5 separate regions of the Mus musculus genome follow, and regions 1, 2, 3 and 4 are each linked to region 5. The links are chromatin contacts, called in public HiChIP or PLAC-seq and promoter capture Hi-C maps. All regions are on one chromosome and are shown on one strand. Each heading gives the region's core, a stretch centred on a gene start, on an enhancer-like site or on the middle of the called end of the contact. The rest is flanking DNA. Distances are from core to core; before and after follow the strand shown.

What was found. Promoter capture Hi-C pulls out the DNA fragments that hold promoters and counts their contacts. HiChIP or PLAC-seq counts read pairs in DNA pulled down with a chosen protein or histone mark.
Region 1: a contact with region 5 is called in an H3K4me3 HiChIP or PLAC-seq map of stem cell-derived neural progenitor cells, with 5 times the contacts expected there. The contact joins the promoter of Zfp422 here to the promoter of Zfp239 in region 5. A contact is called at or near these places in 6 of 39 promoter capture datasets (the C10 cell line, the HPC-7 cell line, cranial neural crest and 3 more) and 4 of 115 datasets of contacts at active chromatin or transcription factors (embryonic forebrain, extraembryonic endoderm stem cells and stem cell-derived neural progenitor cells).
Region 2: a contact with region 5 is called in a promoter capture Hi-C map of cranial neural crest. The contact joins the promoter of Marchf8 here to the promoter of Zfp239 in region 5. A contact is called at or near these places in 7 of 39 promoter capture datasets (the 3T3-L1 cell line, the SN4741 cell line, cranial neural crest and 3 more) and 1 of 115 datasets of contacts at active chromatin or transcription factors (epiblast stem cells).
Region 3: an H3K27ac HiChIP or PLAC-seq map of embryonic stem cells shows a contact between it and region 5, with 6 times the contacts expected there. The contact joins the promoter of Zfand4 here to the promoter of Zfp239 in region 5. A contact is called at or near these places in 2 of 39 promoter capture datasets (cranial neural crest and liver), 6 of 115 datasets of contacts at active chromatin or transcription factors (astrocytes, embryonic stem cells, extraembryonic endoderm stem cells and 1 more) and 2 of 9 other capture datasets (adipose tissue and pancreatic islet).
Region 4: a contact with region 5 is called in a promoter capture Hi-C map of cranial neural crest. The contact joins the enhancer-like site here to the promoter of Zfp239 in region 5. A contact is called at or near these places in 7 of 39 promoter capture datasets (cranial neural crest, embryonic stem cells, frontonasal cranial neural crest and 4 more) and 1 of 9 other capture datasets (pancreatic islet).

Annotation. Positions count from the first base shown.
Region 1 is chr6:116,626,820-116,630,417 of GRCm38.p6, forward strand. Zfp422 (zinc finger protein 422) reads right to left here and starts at 2,180. Exons shown (of 2, transcript NM_026057.3): 1 at 2,112-2,180; 2 at 1-314. The coding sequence starts at 217.
Region 2 is chr6:116,336,659-116,340,662 of GRCm38.p6, forward strand. Marchf8 (membrane associated ring-CH-type finger 8) reads left to right here and starts at 1,364. Exons shown (of 8, transcript NM_001302383.1): 1 at 1,364-1,557; 2 at 1,728-1,832.
Region 3 is chr6:116,262,743-116,266,398 of GRCm38.p6, forward strand. Zfand4 (zinc finger, AN1-type domain 4) reads left to right here and starts at 1,477. Exons shown (of 10, transcript NM_001309446.1): 1 at 1,477-1,570.
Region 4 is chr6:116,767,043-116,770,680 of GRCm38.p6, forward strand. No RefSeq gene overlaps it. Among named protein-coding and RNA genes, the nearest start is that of Gm36788, 6.4 kb to the right of the region's middle. Within about 2 kb of position 1,274, at least 14 of the 459 cell types and tissues checked have an H3K27ac peak or open chromatin away from gene starts, as enhancers often do.
Region 5 is chr6:117,860,262-117,864,189 of GRCm38.p6, forward strand. It overlaps Zfp239 (zinc finger protein 239), which reads left to right and starts at 2,620. Exons shown (of 4, transcript NM_001001792.2): 1 at 2,620-2,881.

The DNA.
Region 1 (3,598 bases), core at 930-3,429, 1.2 Mb before region 5:
GCTGAAAGAGCGTGGAGCTCTGACTGAAACTCTTGGAGCATTTAGCACACTTGTAAGGCTTCTCGTCCACGTTCCTTCTCCGTCGACTCAAGCCCGAGTCGAAGCGAATGGCCACCCCCCATTTCTGTCGCTGGCGGGCTGTCTTGCGCTTGCTCTCATAGGCTTTTCCTTGGCTGGCGCTTCGAGAAATACCCCCTTTGGGCTTTCCTAACCTCATGGTGAGTAGGCAAATGTGTCGGCAAGAGATCCTACTGTCTTCTGAACTTCTGAACTAAGGTCTCATATCCTAGAGTGACGCAACTCGGAATTCCCTTCTGTAGAAGAAAAAGAAAAATACAGATATTTATTAGTTCAGCACTAGCACCTCTTCAATCTATCAAAACTGCATCCATGTGTAGCCAAAGCACACCTAGTACAAGTGCAATGACGCACTTTTAAGAGACAGGTGCTCGTTAGGTGATTCTAATGCCAGAGGTTAAGCTTAATCAGCATCATCATCATTTTGCAACGTTTCTGATTTTGGACAGGCAAAAGAGAAGACGAAGAAAAACATAAACCTGTTAGGGAGGAGCCACAGAGAGTATTTTGAAGGACTAAAAAGCAAAAGCAAGATAAAGTCTCAGAGAAGATACAAAAATAACTGCAAAAGATGATCAATATCTCTGCTAAACAGCATCTCAGGTCAATACTGGCTGTGCTAAATTTCTCATTTAATAGCTGCTACGTAAGATATCCAATTCAAAAGAAATGACAGATTATACTACACCTCCATAGATTCCTATCTATTCTTATTTGCTTGGTTATTTCTATAGATGATAACTTAGCAAGCGGAGTTGAAAATAGAAGCTAATCGGTAAAGAGAATTTCAAGTTTCCCAAGAGTCTTATTCAGAAAATACTAGGTGAGAAAAATCTGGAAAAAAAAAAAAAAAACCAAAACACTTTATTCTTCCTTTCCTAGACTATAGCACGCCAAGAAGGAGAGCACAACCAAAAGCTCTAAAATAAGTTTATTGCATTACATTTAAGGTTGTCTGGAAGCTGTCAAAACAACCCCTTCCACACACACACACTCCAAATAGGCGAGAGTGTGGGAGGTGTTCAGGCCTGCAAAGCCAGTCACTGGACTTCCAGTGTCTTAGGTTAGTTGGAAAACCTACTTGCAACTCAGTTATTTTTCTGAGTTTCCTTGCACACAAGCATTTAAAGTAAGTAAATAAAAACACAAATGACATCTTTTCCTGCCTTTTTTTTCCTTCGTCTTGATTTTGCTGTATAATAATCCTCCAAACGTAAGAGTGCCCAGGGGCTTTTCCTGGGTGTTTAATAATTTTATCTGCTACAATTGCAGCAACAGAAAGAGCAAACTGCACATAACACAGATCTACAGCAATCACTGCCCATAACCGTCTCGGTTATGTACAGACCACGTAAACAGGAGACACTGTGTGGGGTACCTGGTACTCAATAAATAGCTATAATGGTAAGCATACACTTTTAAACACATCTCTTTAAATACCGGGGAACTCACAACTGGTTGCAAACTGATCGATTATGGAATCTACCTATGGATGAAGTAATCATACTTACAGGTAGCCTATGTGTGCTCCTATTTTTAAAATAAAGCTGATTTAAAACCTCCTTTCGTGGGTTCGTAAACACAGGCCCGAAGCTCCTTTAGCTCCTTTACCCATCCCAACCCCGGAGCCGCCTCCGGGCCTGATTTCTCACTGTCCGACCTGGGGAGTCCATCGCCCCCTCGTCTAACGCCCGCCAAGTCCGGTTGTCTGATCGAGGTCCCCAGTAGGGGAGAGGCTGGGTAAAGCTGGGTGATGGAGCTCCAGTACTGGGGACCCGTCTAGCCGGCGTGCACCTGCTCCCTCACCCATTTACGGCAGCAACAAAGAGTCCGCCGCTTCCCTCCAAGTCGCTCACAATGGCCCGGTGCAGCCTACCCACCCGTACAATGGAGTCTTTCTCCTCCGCGGCGAGCGGAGGCGCCCAGGCCGAAGCCGACCCCAGCCCGAGGCCACCCGCCGGGCTCCGTGCAGCGCCGCAGCCCGACCCGACCCAACACCGGCCCAGGCAGACCCGCAGGCCCCGCGTACTCACCGCGCAGGCCGCCACGGTGCCCGCCTCGCGCCTCGCCCGCCGGAAGTGCGGGCTGCTAGCCGCGGAGCTGCCGGCCGCTCTAGGAAGAGGCGGAGAGACCCTCTATGGTCCCCGGCCCACCCCACCATATCCTGCGGATTCTTCCGGTGGTCCTTTTGTGTTCCTCTCTTACCACTCAGAAGGCAGAGCCAAGGACCTTAAGGCCTGTTACCCGCTCTCTTTCTATTCTGGTCGACCTACACAGAAACTGGCCTTTGTTAGATTCTGCTCACCACCCCCAAACCAGCCCGTTCCAACTTGTAAATTGCATTCTTAGTACTGAGTATCTAGTCTAGAGAAATAACTTCAGCCTAAGGTGTTACTTATGTTTTTCACGGGTCGCCTTATATCACCAAAAGGCCCGTGAAATTTCTGGAGGACACTGTCCGCACAGGCTGACTGATTGATTAAAACGGCGGTGGTGAAGAGAGGTTGGGATGTTGCAGGTCCAGAGCATAATTAGTATTCATCTTGGGATGCATCCATTCCTTGTCCACTTCTATGGAAGGATGTGCAACATCCTGACAGATAAAACACAAAATCCCATTCTCCAATCAAAAGGCCAAGAATACTATGTTAGATGACATCTATAGCTGAGATGTCTAAACAGAGCTCTAACCCACCTCTCTGATGTTTCTACAAATGAATTTAAAAGTATCTTGATTTATGGCTTTCTTTGTTCTGTTACTGTCAAACCTTCATGAATTTGGTTGCAGGTTGAAAGGCGGAGTTTGGGTAATCTAAATCTGTGTTCCCTGGGCCATCATCACTTGTGTTTGGCCTCTGAATAAAACTCATGACTTTGAGGAGAGAGCCGTGACTTTGCATCAGCCACTCCTATCAGAGGAAAATGAATGCGTTCAGTGTACTGGGCAGGAACCCCAGCTTGGAGAGGAATTCTGCTCCCGCTCACACTGTGAGTGAACAACTCGGTTTGGAAAGGCACACATGCTTCCTTCCCAGGGGAGTTCTAATGGCTTCAGATTCATCGCATTAAGGCAGACTCCCCTCACTGGCGACCTTGGCTGATCCTGGTGTCCATAAATGCAACTTCCTGCAGAGAAGCAGCACTCTTCTGCGCGGCTGGCCAGATAAGTGAGCTTCTGTGGTTATGGAGGGTTTGGGAGTGTCGTAGGTCCGGAGCCCAGTCATAACAGAGTTTGAGGTATCTCTAGCCATGGAAATAACCACTACTTTGCCCACTTTTGACCTGACATCCTGTGACTGACAGGTAAAAAATATTTTGGGATGTGCTAATTTAACAAAACTGATTTTCTACAACCAGAAGTCCAAGAGTCATCTGATAGCGGAAGCCTGCAGCTGAGGTTCCTCCATGCTGCTATAACCTCCCACTCCATGCTTCCACTAGTGTGTTCCAAAGTGTCTTGTTTTGCAACTTTCTTTATTCTATTACTATGAAACTTCATGAAACTGCTTCCATGTTGGGG
Region 2 (4,004 bases), core at 114-2,613, 1.5 Mb before region 5:
TTTTTACCAAAGGCCACGAGGCTTCTTGCATTGAGCAAATGGTCACCTCAAAGCAACTGCTTTTTTTCTTTATTTTAGCAGCTTTACCTTCTAAGTACAGAGGTTTCTTCCCACTTCCTGTTTGTTCCCTTGTTTGGACAGATGCAAGATTTTGGTCTCAGGACTCAGAGCTTTGTTTTAGATGAAGAGAGGCTTCAGAAATCTCTTGGGTAGGGAATCCTTGTGTTAGGAGACTCTAGCTTTGCCTAAATAATATTTCCAGCTCCACAACTACTCAGACACTTCTAGAACTTGGAAATCTTTGTCACTTCGGATGGCAGGCTCCCACACCCCCAAATCACTTAATTGACTCTTCTTGCCCATGTACGACACTAATGGAAGTTTAGTCCTGCCTTATAGGAAAGCCTGCCACCAGGGCAGGAGGATTCTCTCAGGTTGTAGCTGCTGCTTCCCACAGCAAAAATCTGCACGAAAAAAATTCACCATTCCATCTTCTAGATGAATGTTGCTTTCAAGGTGATCTACAGGAATGGACCCATTTTTTGCTTTGCTACATGGATCCAGATGTTTTGTCTCCTGACAGTTTGCTCTCTAAACAGCATAGTATGCAAACTGACCAGCATATTTGAGTATGCTGAGTAACCTGATTAGCTAAACCAACAGACTTACTTCTAGACAATAGAAAATCGTGGAGTACTGCAGGGATTGCCTTACAAATCTCTCATGAATTTAAAAAAAAATACCTTGAATGTACCGTGTAATAAAGATTATTGGATAAATAAAACTGCCAGTGGCCAAAACCTCTCCTTCTGTAAGATGTGACTTAGGAAAATTAGAATGTCAAGAAATTGTAAAAGTTAGGAATGATAGCTTCTGAGAGAATCTTTGGGTCCAACCAACAGTACTGTGGTGGGGACAAGTCACAACACCAGTGTACAGGTATAATCAGGGATGAGTTTAATGTAGACAAAGTAGAGTCAAATACGTCTTGTCTACATGGACAGAAATATCCTCATAAAAATTATGAATACCATATTTACATATCCATACCATATACACTCAGAGTCTCTCTAGGTTAGGGAGTGAGAGAAAAAACAAAACAAAAAACCCTGCTCGTCCATACACACAAACGTTTTACCGCGTAGTTCTCGCTCCCACTTCATTTGCTAGCGCACCGGAAGGTTTACCTTTCTCTACACTGAGAAGGTGAAGCCGGGCGGAGTCTACCAGCAGCCTCACCCAGCGCCAGTCTACCAGGCGGCCGCCGCCGCTACCCCGCCTTCCCAGCGCCCCAGGTCGCCAAAGCAACGCTTTTAGCCTGAGGCGCGGCGGGGCACGTGACCGGCGCGTCACGTGACCGGTCAGTCGGCGTCCTCTCGCTGGGTGGTGTAGGCTGCGCGCTGACCCAGCGGCCCTGCTGCGTCCGGCCCGGGTCATGCAGGAAGCGGGCCGCGCGTGGAGCTCCGCGCCCACCTGAGCTGCTCGCGCCGAGGTGCGGCGTGGCGGGGCCGCGCGCTCCGGGCCACCAGGGGTGTGGCCGCTGGGAGGCCGCGACAGGTGGGTGCGCGGAGGTCTCGGGCCGGGGAGAGGCCGCGTGCTGCGGGGCGGGGTCCGGTCACCCTATCGGCGGGCGGCCGAAGGTCTCGGGCTCTCTCAGGTGAAGTCCTGCCCGGGCTGGGCTGTGAGGGCGCGCACCGGGCAACCCTCCCTCCCTGCCTCTGCTTCAGTCTCCGCGTCCGTCCGAGATGGAAGTGTGGATTCCTGGTGTCTGAGTGCCTGACGTGGCGTCTGGACGGTGCTGCTCTAGTAGAAGCGCTGGAGGCAAAGCGTAGGTAGGCTGCTTTACATTTTAATCGCCGCCCATTTGCTCGTCTTTAAAAATGTTTTTTTTTTTTTTTTGGACTCCTTCATCTGAGTCAAGTTTTTTTAAATAGGGAATTTATTAGGGGAGGATTATAATGGCTCACGTTCTTCTCACGTATCTTTAACGCAGCTAAACCTCCCTTAAAAAGAAAACACGCTTCTCTGAAAGCCCATTTGAAAAAAAAAAAAAAAAAAAAAACAACAACAAAGGAAGAAAGAAAGCCAGCCCTTTTCTGCTTCTTTGTCTCCCCCACGTAAAGACACACAGTGGTCATACAGCTGTCAAGATTTATTATGAAGTGGTTTTTTTTTTTTTTTTTTGTCGTTTTATGTTTTTGTTAATTTGATGATGTCTCAAGATACGTATGAAGTATGGCCCTTCCCATTATTTTTTTTTTTCTTTATTTTGTTCGATTATATGTTATGCAATTAGAGAAATAATAAATATATAACTTATCTCTTGGAAAAAACAGCAGTATTTCTGATCAGCCCCAGGAGGGACTGCAATCGTGCTTCTATATAGTAGACTTCACATGTACTTGCTTGGTTAGTTACTCAAAATGGGAGTGGAATACTTCATTTAGAATACTCAAATCACGTGCTGTGAAAAAGAATGTATGAACTATACATGGAATGATGTGGACACTTTTTTTTTTAAAAACTAAATGTTGAAAATCTGAAGCAAGAAAATTTTGCATTTTGAGAGATTCAGTGTGTGAGACCCTATGTTCAATAAAATCAAACGAAATATCCTGTTGGATGCAGTGAATGAGGGTATGCAGAGTGTGAAATTACTGAGGAAGTTAAAATAAAGAGCCATGTGTACTTTCCTAACTTCTTGTTTCTGGAGACTTTATTGATAAGAGATGTACTGAACTTTGATGTTAGCAGGGAAAATCGCTGGGCACGGTGGCGCACTGTGATCCTGGCAGTGGGAAGATAGAGGCAGAGAACACATTTTAAAAAGTTTGTCCTTTGTGAGGAGGTGGCTGTTGGTCGTCTAATGTCTGTGACACCCAGGTGAGGTACATTGTCTTTTCCAAGACAACTCCCTCCTTTACCTTCTCTTTAAGTATAGGCAGACGATGAAACTGTGTTGCATGTCTTGGCTACATCCAGGATTGTCAGATGAAACACACGATTCACAATTAAATATGAATTTTAGGTAAACACAAAATATGTGGAATGTACCTAAACTAAAAACAAATTTATCATTTATTTGAAGACAAGGTTTCCTTGCTTCTTGTTGCTAAATGTGAGTGTTTTAAGTCCAGCATGGCTATGTCATTTAAACCAGCATTAGGAGAAATTAGTTCAAGGCCCAGACAGGATGGAATAGATTCTCTTGTTAAGCTTCCCTGTTGGGGGCTGCAGATGTGGTTCTGTAACAGGGGGAACGCGTAGCACGCACAGGGCCTTTGTCCAGTCTCGGATAACAAAACAATCAACCAGTGGGAGCGAGAAATGAAGAGCCCTCTTTACTGTTGGGTGAGCCATCTGCTTGAAGGGCATCTTCTGTCACAGGAGTTCTGTCCCTCTTTTTCCTCTACCATGTTCTGTTTCTTCACTTTTCTTTCTGAGGATTAAACACAGGCTCTCACACAAACCAGGTAACTGCTCTGTGACTGGTTCTGCAGCCCACAGCCCGTTGTTTATAACGTCCCACGTGAGTACTGATTTCATGTCCCCTCTCTCTCCATTTCTCCCTCTGCTCCCACAGCTTCCTCTGAAACATATGGCCTCTTAGCCTCGTAGTCTTTATTATTGTTTTACATACACACATGAACACATGAATTCTGTTCCTTTAGTATTTCTTGTATGTATATGTGGTTAAGGCTGACCATTTGGGATTGGAGGATTGGGTAACCTATCAGGGAACTTATCCCTGGAGAAGATTGGTTTGCTCTCTCTCAGCAGCGATTAATTGCCTGTAGCTCTTCTTCCAAGGGTGGGGTCTTGTGAGATTTCCCTCATCCACATTGTTATATCAAAAGATGCTGCCATTGTTCAGGTCTTCCCTAAGAAACCTTACTGATGAGATTTTGTGGCTGCAGTGTCCCTGTCATACAGAAGACACTATCATGTAGCAGACAACCTGGGCATCTGGCTCCTCCATCTTTGCTCTCTGTCTTCTGATCTGT
Region 3 (3,656 bases), core at 227-2,726, 1.6 Mb before region 5:
GTGGGCAGGGAGTGCAGATCGAGCAGTGGTCAGGCACCAGACCTGAAGGGTTTGCTCTGTCGGTGGGTCTGGGTGCTGTGATGGTCTAGCACGTGAAAGGTTATGCATTTATGGGTTCTAAGCCCATGAGAAGAGCTTTCTACTGAATTCCCAAAAAGTGGGTCTGCAATCTTGTAAGGGGAACTGTGGTCCTCTGTTGTCTTAATAATGTGCAGAAAGTTTTATTGGAACACAGCCTCCATCATGGCTACATTATCTGGCTACCCCAGTCAGAATTCAGAAGTGACAGGAAATGGGATTTTTTATCTGTAGGCAAAAATTTGCCTCTCATAGCTTTTGTTTCCTCCTTTGTAAATGGTTTCAGTACTAAAATTGCAAGATTGTTGTTGAGAATAGACCTTTTTGTCTGCCCTTTAAAATGGTAGGTTATGACTGGTGATGTATGGTTTGATGAGGTTATGAAATGTTAAGCTAAAAAAATAAAATTTAAGCGCATCCACTGGATGCTAGAGCACGTGAGTGCTGTGAGTGATCACGATGTCCTGCGCAGGCACTGTCCTCCTAGGCTCTGTTCATGTTACCATCATGGCTCTGGCCTCAATAGAGTTGGAAGTTATCAGCCCAGTCATGGGCTGAGTTTAAGAGCAAGAGGCTGACAAAAGGCCTCACCATACCATCTACCTCAGTCCCGAGGAGTTGAAACTGTGGAGACTAGTGGCTCAGGTCTCGGAGGATAATGAGAGGGTGGGAGAAGACTGATCAGGGCCAGGGTTCTTTTGCAAGTTGACTATGAGGGAGCGCTTTCATGGTCCTCTGCAGTCCTCCTGGTAAAACACTTGAGTTGAACCTCCTATGAAGGAACCGAAGCAGCAGGGGCCCAACCTAGTTGGAAGGCATGTGTAGTCAGAAAGCCAGTCAGTTTATATCCCACTTCAGCTCGGTGCACAGCAAAAGTAGGACGGGATCTGAGCTCAGGTTGAGACTGTTTGACCTATAATCTTCAAATAGTTGCTCAAATGCAAAAGGCATATAGAAATGTTCCCATTTTACAGATGACACAACTGAGTCAGAAATGTTAGGAGAACGTGGAGTACAAGAAAAGGGTGACTAGCATGGACATCCTTTTAAGTGTCCTAGGCCATGAGTAAATAACAAATGCCAAAGACCCTCCTATCCCCAAAGAACCTTAGAAGTGCCCCAGCCACTCTGGTGCCGGCTCTTCCCAGACGCTGTGCCCCGTCTCCAGTCTCCTACCCTGCCCTAGACGGGTCCTGCAACCAGTTATAAAGAGTCAACATACGGGCCAGTTCTAACCGACAACCCTTCCTGAAAGCCCGTGCGACCCCGGCGTCCGAGCAACCGCCAGCCGCGGAAGACTAGGCCCCGCCCCTCGCGAGCTGATTGGAGGGCGTCGGCAGCGCTGATCGGCGATTGGTGAGCGGTGTCACAAAGGGCGGGACCGGAGCTTCGCGGGCCAGCGTAGGCCGGCGTCTCGGGCGCGCGAACTCCTATCCGCCTGCGGGCAGGCGAGCGAGCGAGCGGGCGGACGCGACCACCGGAGGGCGAGCGGGTGAGGGGCGCGGCGGGGCGGGGCGCGGCGCGGCCCGGAGGGAGGGCGGGTGGTGGAAGGGCCTGCTGCGTCTTCGCTGCCCCGGTGCGCCCGCCTCAGCTGCAGCCTGGTCACACCCGTGCTTCTCTGCCTACGGACTCACGGACAAATTGGTCGTACCCGTGGCTCGGGGTGCTGCTGACCCGACTTTGGGTCTGAGTGTGGTCCCTGCTGGTTGTGGCCCCAGGGCAGCACCCCCGCACTTGTGCATCGCTCCTAGGCCAGAGTGTGGTTCTAATCTGTAGCTCGATTTTCACACATCTGTAAAAGGACAAGAGTCACCTTTTTAAAAGGCTGCAACATATTGTGGGTATATTTATGTTGGGGGGAAAAATTAAAAACTAACTCGTCGTGTGACTAAGTTCCTGTGGACGAGAAGGAAGCAAAGGCCAAGGTACTGAAATTACCCCTTGAGTGCAGTTATTGCCGCTTTTGTTGGTTGGTTTTAGACATTTCAAAAGATGAAAGAAATGTTGGAAATTCACTTTGATTTTTCTCTAACAGTTTTCAAGATAAATTAGCAATTTAATCATCGTTTTATTTACTTATATTATTAAACATCACTATACGTTTTTATTGTCAATTGGTTTTCCAGTGCTCATTCATGCATACCACGGGCCACTTTGAGGATGCTTGCAGGCCTCAATGGACCCAGTTTTAGTACGCTAGGTCATTGGCCCACTTGAGCTTCCACTAGGCCATGTAATATTCTGCTGTGGTTTAGCCGGCCAGCACAACCTTTTGTCTTGTTACATTAATTTCCTTTGCTGAGAAGTATGACACAGCCGGGCGTGGTGGCGCACACCTTTAATCCCAGCACTCGGGAGGCAGAGGCAGGCGGATTTCTGAGTTCGAGGCCAGCCTGGTCTACAAAGTGAGTTCCAGGACAGCCAGGGCTGGACAGCCAGGGCTATACAGAGAAACCCTGTCTCGAAAAAAACAAAAACAAAAACCCAACCAACCAACCAAACAAAAAAGTATGCAACACAATTGCTTTCAGATATGGTCACCACCCTCGGTTCTTTTTGTGTATTGGAAATTATGCCACTAACTGGGACCAAACTTCATTTGGGAGTTCTTGTACCACTGATGATGCACCTACTGCTGTGCTGATTTTCTTCTACTTATAGGCACGTTAGTCTCATTTCAGATCTGTGCATTGAAGGATTACATGTTGCCTATGCGTATTTCACTATAATGCTGTTTTTTTTTTCTTTTTCTTCTTATAATGCTGTTGTTTTGTTTTGTTTTTGTGAAATTGCAGATTGAGCCCAGGGCCTAATATGTGCTAGGAAATACCCTATCACCTGGCTTCACATTTACCATGAGTGATGTAAGAGTGAGTAGTGAAATACAAACAGTACCACTGTTGCGTAGTGTACTCTTGCAGCTCTGACCCACAGTACTGGGAGCACAGTCCTTGTGTTGCTGCTGTTGTTTGTTTCTCATTAGTTCATATGTTGTGCAACTCCACTCAGAACAACTGTGCTCTTAGCAACAATGTTTCTTCCTGTGATGCCGTTTTTTTTTTTTTAAAGGAGCGTTAGCTATCTGCATAATTCAAGCTTCCTAAGAATGTTTTATATTAGAACTATGAAAACTCCCCTCTACAGTAGAAGTATCTGTGTATACGTGTTCATCATGATTTATAAGAATTCTGGCGTAGTGAATCAGAATGTGACTCCAGAGGAAACCAGTATCCCTCCACAGTATAATCACTGTGCCATTTCTATGACTATATAGTTGACTGTTAATTTTCTCTAATCTAAGGATTAGTGGAGAAAGGGAGTTGTTTTGAATTGAATTTCATTGAACAACCTTTAATGCACGCTAATGTGTGCAGACGGCTGAAGTGAGTGATAGAGACATTGTCCCTCCCTTACAACGCTTGTAGTTTACCAGCACGGGTGACAGACACAGAAACAGTCCAGTTTTGATGGGTATCATGGGTGGAAAAGATAGTAAGCATGAAAGATGTTGTGGGATCCTTGGTATTGGAGCCGCGGCTCTGGGGAGAGGTGTCTGGTTACTAGGCAGGCTTTGCATT
Region 4 (3,638 bases), core at 24-2,523, 1.1 Mb before region 5:
GGCTCTATCTAGGTTCTGCCTGTATGAGTTCTTAGGGAATCAGTTCTCAACCTCTGGGTCGTGACCCACTTTCACAGTGACCCCATTCACAGGGGTCGCATATCAGATATTTACATCATGATCATAACAGTAGCACAATTATAGTTATGAAGTAACAACAACATGAGGAACTGTATTAAAGGGTTAGAGCATTAGGAAGGTTGAGAACCACCGCCTTAGGGGACCTGCGTTTTACTGTAACTACTAACGGCCTTGCCTGAAACGAGGGTTTCTGATGGTTCAGTGACCCTGCTAGTGGCCAGGACCTGCCCTGGCTTTCTGTGTCTCTTTCCCTCCAGTCCTCTCCAGTGGCTCTCCTGGTCATCTCCTCATTTGCATCTATGGATCGTTCTGGGGCTTACAGGAGCTTCTGCATCTCCAGTGCATGCAATGCTCCCTCTGTCCAGGTTCCTAGCCTGGGCTTAGGTGGGCGCTCTGACTTGCGCAGCCATATGCTTCCTCAGTCACACTTTCAAAGGCATGGCCTGGATCCTCTCCGGTCAGTGACGTGGATCAATCACGCGGCTCTTTGTCTGTGCTACTTTTCAAAACTTCTTTCGTCAGCAATTCATTTTCCCCCCTTTTGTTATTTCATATGGGCAGGTCCCGTTAACCTCATCTTGACTATTTCATCTAATTACAGTCTTACAGATAACAGGGGATGTTATTTTTCCTACTGTACAAAGAAGGAGCACTCCACTTGGGTAACTAATTCCTTAGGATCTAGGTCTGGAATGTCGAGGCACCGGTGAAGAACCGGGCTTTGGTCAACTTTTGAGCTAGGGCCGCAGGATCTGTGGCGGCAGCAGTGTCCACTAGGGGGCGGCAGAGGCCCGGCGTGCTCTGGTTCATCCTTGGGCTTTCCCTTTGCTTCCTCCCTCTAATGCTAATTCTTGCAAGTTCCTTACAACCCTGGCGACTTCTAAGCTTATCCCGGTTGCTCCACAGCTTTGCTTCTTGGACTGTGGGATGAGACACTCCTCACAGCTTTTCGTTGCAAGTAAACAGAGAACAGAAGTCACAGCAACTTGGAAATAAAGATGTGCAAAGACTGGCTGGATTTGGACGGTCACTAGTTTTCTGGCTGTCTTCTCTACAGTTTGGCTTTGTTTTCAGACTCTTTTCCCACTTAGTCAACCAGCTGCCTGCTGCTGTTCTAGCCTCACATCAAACAATGCAGAAAAAGTGAGATCTTCTTAGGCCACCCATAAGTCTTGGCTCTACTTGATGGGATCAAATGTGGGGTACACAGGTTTCCTCCAAACCCTGACAACAGCGGCCTACCGAAGCAAGGACTGGCTTGGGTCAAGTATGTTTCGCAGTCAATGTCTGTGCTAAACAGGCTGAGAGTCTGCACTTATCTCAAGCTAGTAAGAGCCGACCTTAGGAGCTGGGGTGCAGGCCAACCCCTTGAAAGCACACCAACGCATGCTGTAAGAGCAGCTGAGGCATGTTGGTAAGCATTTATAGATATTCATAATGGGAGAGTCCACAGGGCCAGGATCAGACCCAAGGCCCTAACAAGTGTTCTCTGTGTGAGCTGCTACCTAAGGGCTCCCTGCAGACTCAAAAGCAGCTCACAGCCACAGAGGGTTTGTAGCTCCTGCCCTGAGAAGCCAGTGAGGTGAGGGCTGGGATCTGACCTATTTATAGTCTGGTTCCTTTGCTGTCTCAGAATAGAGTAACCACCAGGCATAATGCTAAGATTGAGTAAGTATCTAAAGGTCTTCAGAGAACGCACTGCTTACTTAGAAGGGAGGAATGTCAGTAGATACAGCACGGAACTAAGAGAGCCTGTGGGAGCTACGCATGTACATGAGGCTAAAGGTGCACACAGTGACAGCATTTCCTTTAGCTTGTGGAGGCCAATCTGTGCCTTAGAGAGAGCATCTTCATGATTTGATGGATCAGGGAAATGAGCCATGGGAAGAAGGGATGGACCTGGCAGGAGTTGGAGGAAACGGGAACCAAATACCAGTAAACTTAGAAGTCCAGGGCTCATCACTTCCTTTGTCTCCAAAACACATATAGTTTGTTGATGTTACTTGATAGTTTCAAATCCTAACATCCTGAAATGGGATGTGGGGTGGAAAGCACAAACAAAACAAAACAATGAGCCACACCTGCCTCTGATGAAGGTGTTAGATACTCGGTCCCCAGGCACAGGCTGCAGAAGACAGCTGCGGGTGTCAGGTGTGTGCAGGAAAGCTATATCTCCCTCCACATTCCCCGTAACTTGTACACATTGAGTAGGGTTTCAAACCCGGCTGCCTTGGCAGTGAGATGGTTCTTTGGCTCCTCAGCACTCCAGATTTGTGACATCAGAAAGGTAGACTGGTTTTTCTGCTCTTGAAAAAAAAAGAAGGGTTGTTTCTCTAGCTGAGGGAGAGATAGACACATGGGTAGCTGGCATAAGTTTCTACGTTGGCAGGGTGATGAACTTAACAACTGGCTTCTCATGAGAACCCCTGCAGTGCAAATGCGCACCATCCACTACCTGCAGCGATCAGCTCTCCGTGTTTCTTCTGGGCATTGCCTTCTTCTTGGCGCAGCCTTTTATCAGGGACAAGGACTGACCCTCAAGGGGCAAAGCACAGTCAAAGCCACTTGTATTATTTACCTAGACGTTGGCAGGACCACATGTCATTTTTCTGGGGGTGGGGGTGGGGGGAGGAAGGAAGGAAGGAAGAGAGAAAGGAAGGAAGGAAGGGTTTATTTTGGTTCCTGATTTAGAGATTTCAGTCCTCCGGTGTCAGGCCCGATGCACTCGCAGGACATCATGTCAGCAGGACTGTGTGCCTGGAGAACAGCGGGTCATGTTGTGGTGCACCAAGGGGTAGGGAGAATGGGAAGGAGCCATTTATAACCTTCAAACGCTCTTCTACTGAGGGTCTAGTGAATGCCCTTATCAGTCACACCCTTCTAGAGGCCTCAAGCTTTGAAACAAGCGTTTAAAACACAAGCCTGTTGGGCCATTTTAGACTTGAACCGTGGTACCATTCGGGCCTTGGTGGAATGAATGCAGTTGCCTGGGGTCACTTGGGGCCTGATACATGGGCACCATTCCTGGTCATACTCTGGATTCCACTGGGGTCCTATTCAGTTCAGAATCATCCTGAATACAAATTCTTGATTCAACTTAACGAGTTAAACTTTATACAGCTGATCTGTTGTATCTCCGAATTCTTTATCCATTGATGGTGTCAACTGCAGGCTGAAAATATTTGGGAAACAAACGTACCGAGCATGTGTAGACTCTCTCCCTTATTATTTTGTGAATGATGGACTATAATAGCTGTAACCTAGCATTTGCATTAGATTAAGGGTTGGAAGTTATCTAGAGGTGCCGTGATGCATGTGGGAGAATCCCTTAGGATATCTGAAAACAAGGCGCCACTTTGTAGGGTAGACATGAGCTTATCCAGGGGTCTGTACCCCTGCACATCCTCGAGTGGTTCTCTCATGGATGCCAAGGGGGACTGAATGCCTTTCCTTCTACAGCCATGGTATTGTGCTCTTAAACACTTTCTAACATTTTGTTCTGACTCACTTATGTAAAACTACACAATACTGAGTTACAGGAGGGCACTCCCATGTAA
Region 5 (3,928 bases), core at 1,370-3,869:
GGGAGAATCAGCCTTCTCTAGGAATGGGTCACCTAATTGGTAATCCAACACAAGTAGTCAACCCTAAAAACACATAAGCAATGCTAAGTGTATTTATATTTGAATACATACATACATACATACATACATACATACATACATACATAGATATATACACACATGCCACAGACCACCCCAGCTGGGCATGGGGGTCCCTGGAATGAGAGTCTTTGAAGCAGGTGGGTAAGGATTCAGCTGTGACAAACAGAGACAAACACAGAGCCAGTTTGAATCTGAGTGTATTCTGCAGCTCTCAAGCAGGGGGTTTTATACATTAAAAAAACCAAACATTACATCTCTTAGAAACTATATCCAGCCGGGCGTGGTGACACGGCTTTAATCCCAGCACTTGGGAGGCAGAGGCAGGCGGATTTCTGAGTTCGAGGCCAGCCTGGTCTACAAAGTGAGTTCCAGGACAGCCAGGGCTATACAGAGAAACCCTGTCTGGAAAAACCAAAAAAAAAAAAAAAAATCACTTGGCACAGTAAAGCACAAAAATCATCCAAGCATTACAACTCTGAAACTATGTATTCAGTGAATCACAAATAGAACAGTTCTTTTTTTTTTTTTTTTTTTTTTTTTGTATTCAGTGGATGTATTCAGTGGGGGGCGGGTTTCCAGGAGCAGGTTAATAAATCTTTAAAGGTCAGTGCTCTTAACCACTGAACTAACTTTCCAGCCTCATGGTCAATTATTATTTAACATTTAGTGCCTGATTTTTTATAATCTTCAATGTATAAATTTAAACTATTTTAACTCTTTCTAATTAAGGTTTTCTTTACCACATAACAAAATCCACCTCTGATGACACACGTGTAGCCATATGAAGTTTTATTGTTGGGAAAGTTTTTATCATAATTGTTTTTTAAATGATTTAGCAAGTAAAGCATTGGTTTCCCTGGGGATAAGGTCATGTTAGTGGCCCCATCTCTAGGGATGATTTCTTACCCATTATTCTTGCCTAAGCTACCAGGAACATGTAAATAAGAAAAGGAATAAGAAGCCAGGCATGGTGGCACACACCTTTAATCCCAGCACTTGGGAGGCAGAAGCAGGTGGATTTCTGAGTTCCAGGCCAGCCTGGTCTACAGAGTGAGTTCCAGGACAGCCAGGGCTACACAGAGAGACCCTGTCTCAAAAAACCAAAATTAATAAATAAATAATAGAAAACATGCACCTTGGATTCCTAGAAAGTGGAAAGTGATACCATACATATTGGGTTTAAATGTTATAATCTATTTTTATCTGAATGCACAACACCTAATTTAAGCATTCCAAATAGCCTTGACTTTAAAACGATCGGCCTTTCCTAGCCCCATTCTGTTACTAGTTTCTGCTATGAAATACCTAAGACCCTCTGGGCAGAACAAAGTTCAGTACTCTGGTAACTGTTAACAGTGTGTCCAGGGACCTGGAGAGATGGCTTAGTAGTTAAGAGCACTGACTGCTCTTCCAAAGGTTTAATTCCCAGCAACCACATGGTGACTCACAACCATCCATAATGAGATCTGAATCCCTCTTCTAGAGTGTCTGAAGATAGCTACAGTGTAATCCTATAATAAATAATTAAATCTTTATAAAACAAAACAAAACAGTGTGTCCAACCTTCTGTGACACACCACTGTCCTTTACAAAGGCCACATTCAGAAGAACAATCGGGCTGTTCTGGTTAGGGTGCCTGTCAGCCAATCCTGCCAGACTGCGATCAATCCCCAGGATCCACGGAGAAGAAGGAAGGAGGTGACTCCTGCAAGTTGTCCTCGGATGGCCACACCCACGGGGGAAGGGCTTACACACACAGAGGGAAATATATGAACAAAAGATATTTGTAAAAAGAAGTCTCAAGTCTGAGGTTTAAGAGTTTTGTGATGGGCTTTCACAACGTTCCTGGGGACCATGTGGGCTACAGATTGGATGTTAATGTCACAGGTTTACCTAGAGATCCTTTTGGGAGACGACTGCACACTCAGAAAACACTCTGAAATCCTGTTGGTAAGTGAAACTTAGCGACATTTAATACTATTGATTCCTTAGAATTTCGTTGACATTTTCTTTCAGATTTAATGGCATCAATTTCTGGAGGGGTGGCTATTTTATGATTAAAATTATTTTTTGGGTTTGGAAGTTCACTGATCTATTAAGTCAACCTTATGATCCAGTTTTTAGTTCTTTATATCCAAATACATTATTGTTGATTCTTAAAAATATTCTGTTTTTAAGTTTGTGTGTGTGTAGGTTTGTACACATGAACACATTGTACATGAACACAGGCGCCTGAGTCCAGAAGAGGGTGTAGGGATCACTGGAGTTAGAATTACAGGCGTTGGTGACCTGCGCAATAAATATCTGGAGACTGTACTCCAAAGATAAGAGCATGGAGTAACCAGTGATCGATTCTTTTCTTTCTTTTTTAAATTTCGACACGGGCTTCTCGAACTCACAAACCTCCTTCCTCGGCCCTAGTGATGAGATTACATGCTGTGAATACATATACCACACTATTCACTTAAAGTGGTTATTAACAGCTTCAGAATATTTTTAAGGCTGAAGACAATTTTATAATGATTTTTTACCCTCTAGCATCATCATAACAAGTAAAAGACACCTTGGGGGAGTATTTTAAAACTGTATGTGTCTGCAACGAAAAGAGTGCACAACAACTTGAACTATTCAGGGCCAACCACAACCTCAAACTGGGGGCTCACAAGAGTGAGCCCATCGTCGCCGGAAGTGAGCTCGGAAGTAGCGCTTTCCTGCCCGCAGCCTTCTGGGACTTGTAGTTCGAATCCTCGATGATGCTCGGGAGTCCTGCGTTACCAGGTGTGGGTTCTACCTACAAGAGGTGAGCAGAGCTGGGCTGCCCCAGGGGTGGGCAGCGGTGTCCTGGTCCAAACTAGGGGGCATTACCACTCGGAGCCAGGCTCCGAGGCTGGGAAGGCTCCTTGCGGCTGCGATCCCACGTGCTAGCAGCCACGGTAACCCCCAAACCCCCAGTAACACCCCGTGCACCAGGCCACCCTCACGGAGGGCCAGGCCCCTGCAGCAGAGCAAACCGCAGCTCCGTAGACACCCTCCTCTTGCTTGACCAAGTTCTGACCTGGGTGGGTCCAATGATGATGTTGCTGGACATCAGGAGACCATGAGAGAGGCTCCTAGAAGAGACCCCTAAGAGTACTAAGGTTTCCGCTGCACAGCCCTCCCCTCTGCGACCTAGAAACCAGTCAGATTTCTGAGAGGACGGTCTGGCAAGGGATACTGGGTAGCTGTAATGCACGCAGTGAGAAGATGCACAGAACCTGAGAACACCCACTCCAGAACTTCAGTATTGAAATAGGTTGGTCTGAGGAGATGGGCATGTCAGAACTACCCTAGGCAGAATCTGCCCCTCCCTGAAAATATGACCATGCTTCAGGTGACTTGCAGTTTCTTTCACCAAAAATGCCTCATCTCTGAGCTAGATACAGCTTTTCTTTCTTAGAACAAACTAGGAAATCAGCATTGAGTATTTGCCTAGAGTGAGGTCCTTGTGGTCTTTCTCTTTATTGCCAAGCTTCATTGTGAGATTGGTATTTTATACAAGGGAACGAGAGCATTTGGGACCTTACAATATGTATCTAGCAAACGGTATCAACTGGTTCAGCATTGGGTCTGCTGACCCGGAAGTTCTATGTTAATTCTCACTACACTGCCTTGCCACCTTGTGAAGTACTCAAAACATCCAACCAAGCTCTTCTGAAAGGCTCTATGGAGCATTTTCTCCCTGTAGTCTGGAAGTCGGCTCTCCTATCGTACATTTCACTCGGTGTATGTTCCACGAGTTACTCTTCGTTGTTAAGACCAAAATATCTTGGGTAATGAGTTTGTAAAGAGCAAAGATTTGTCTGCTCAA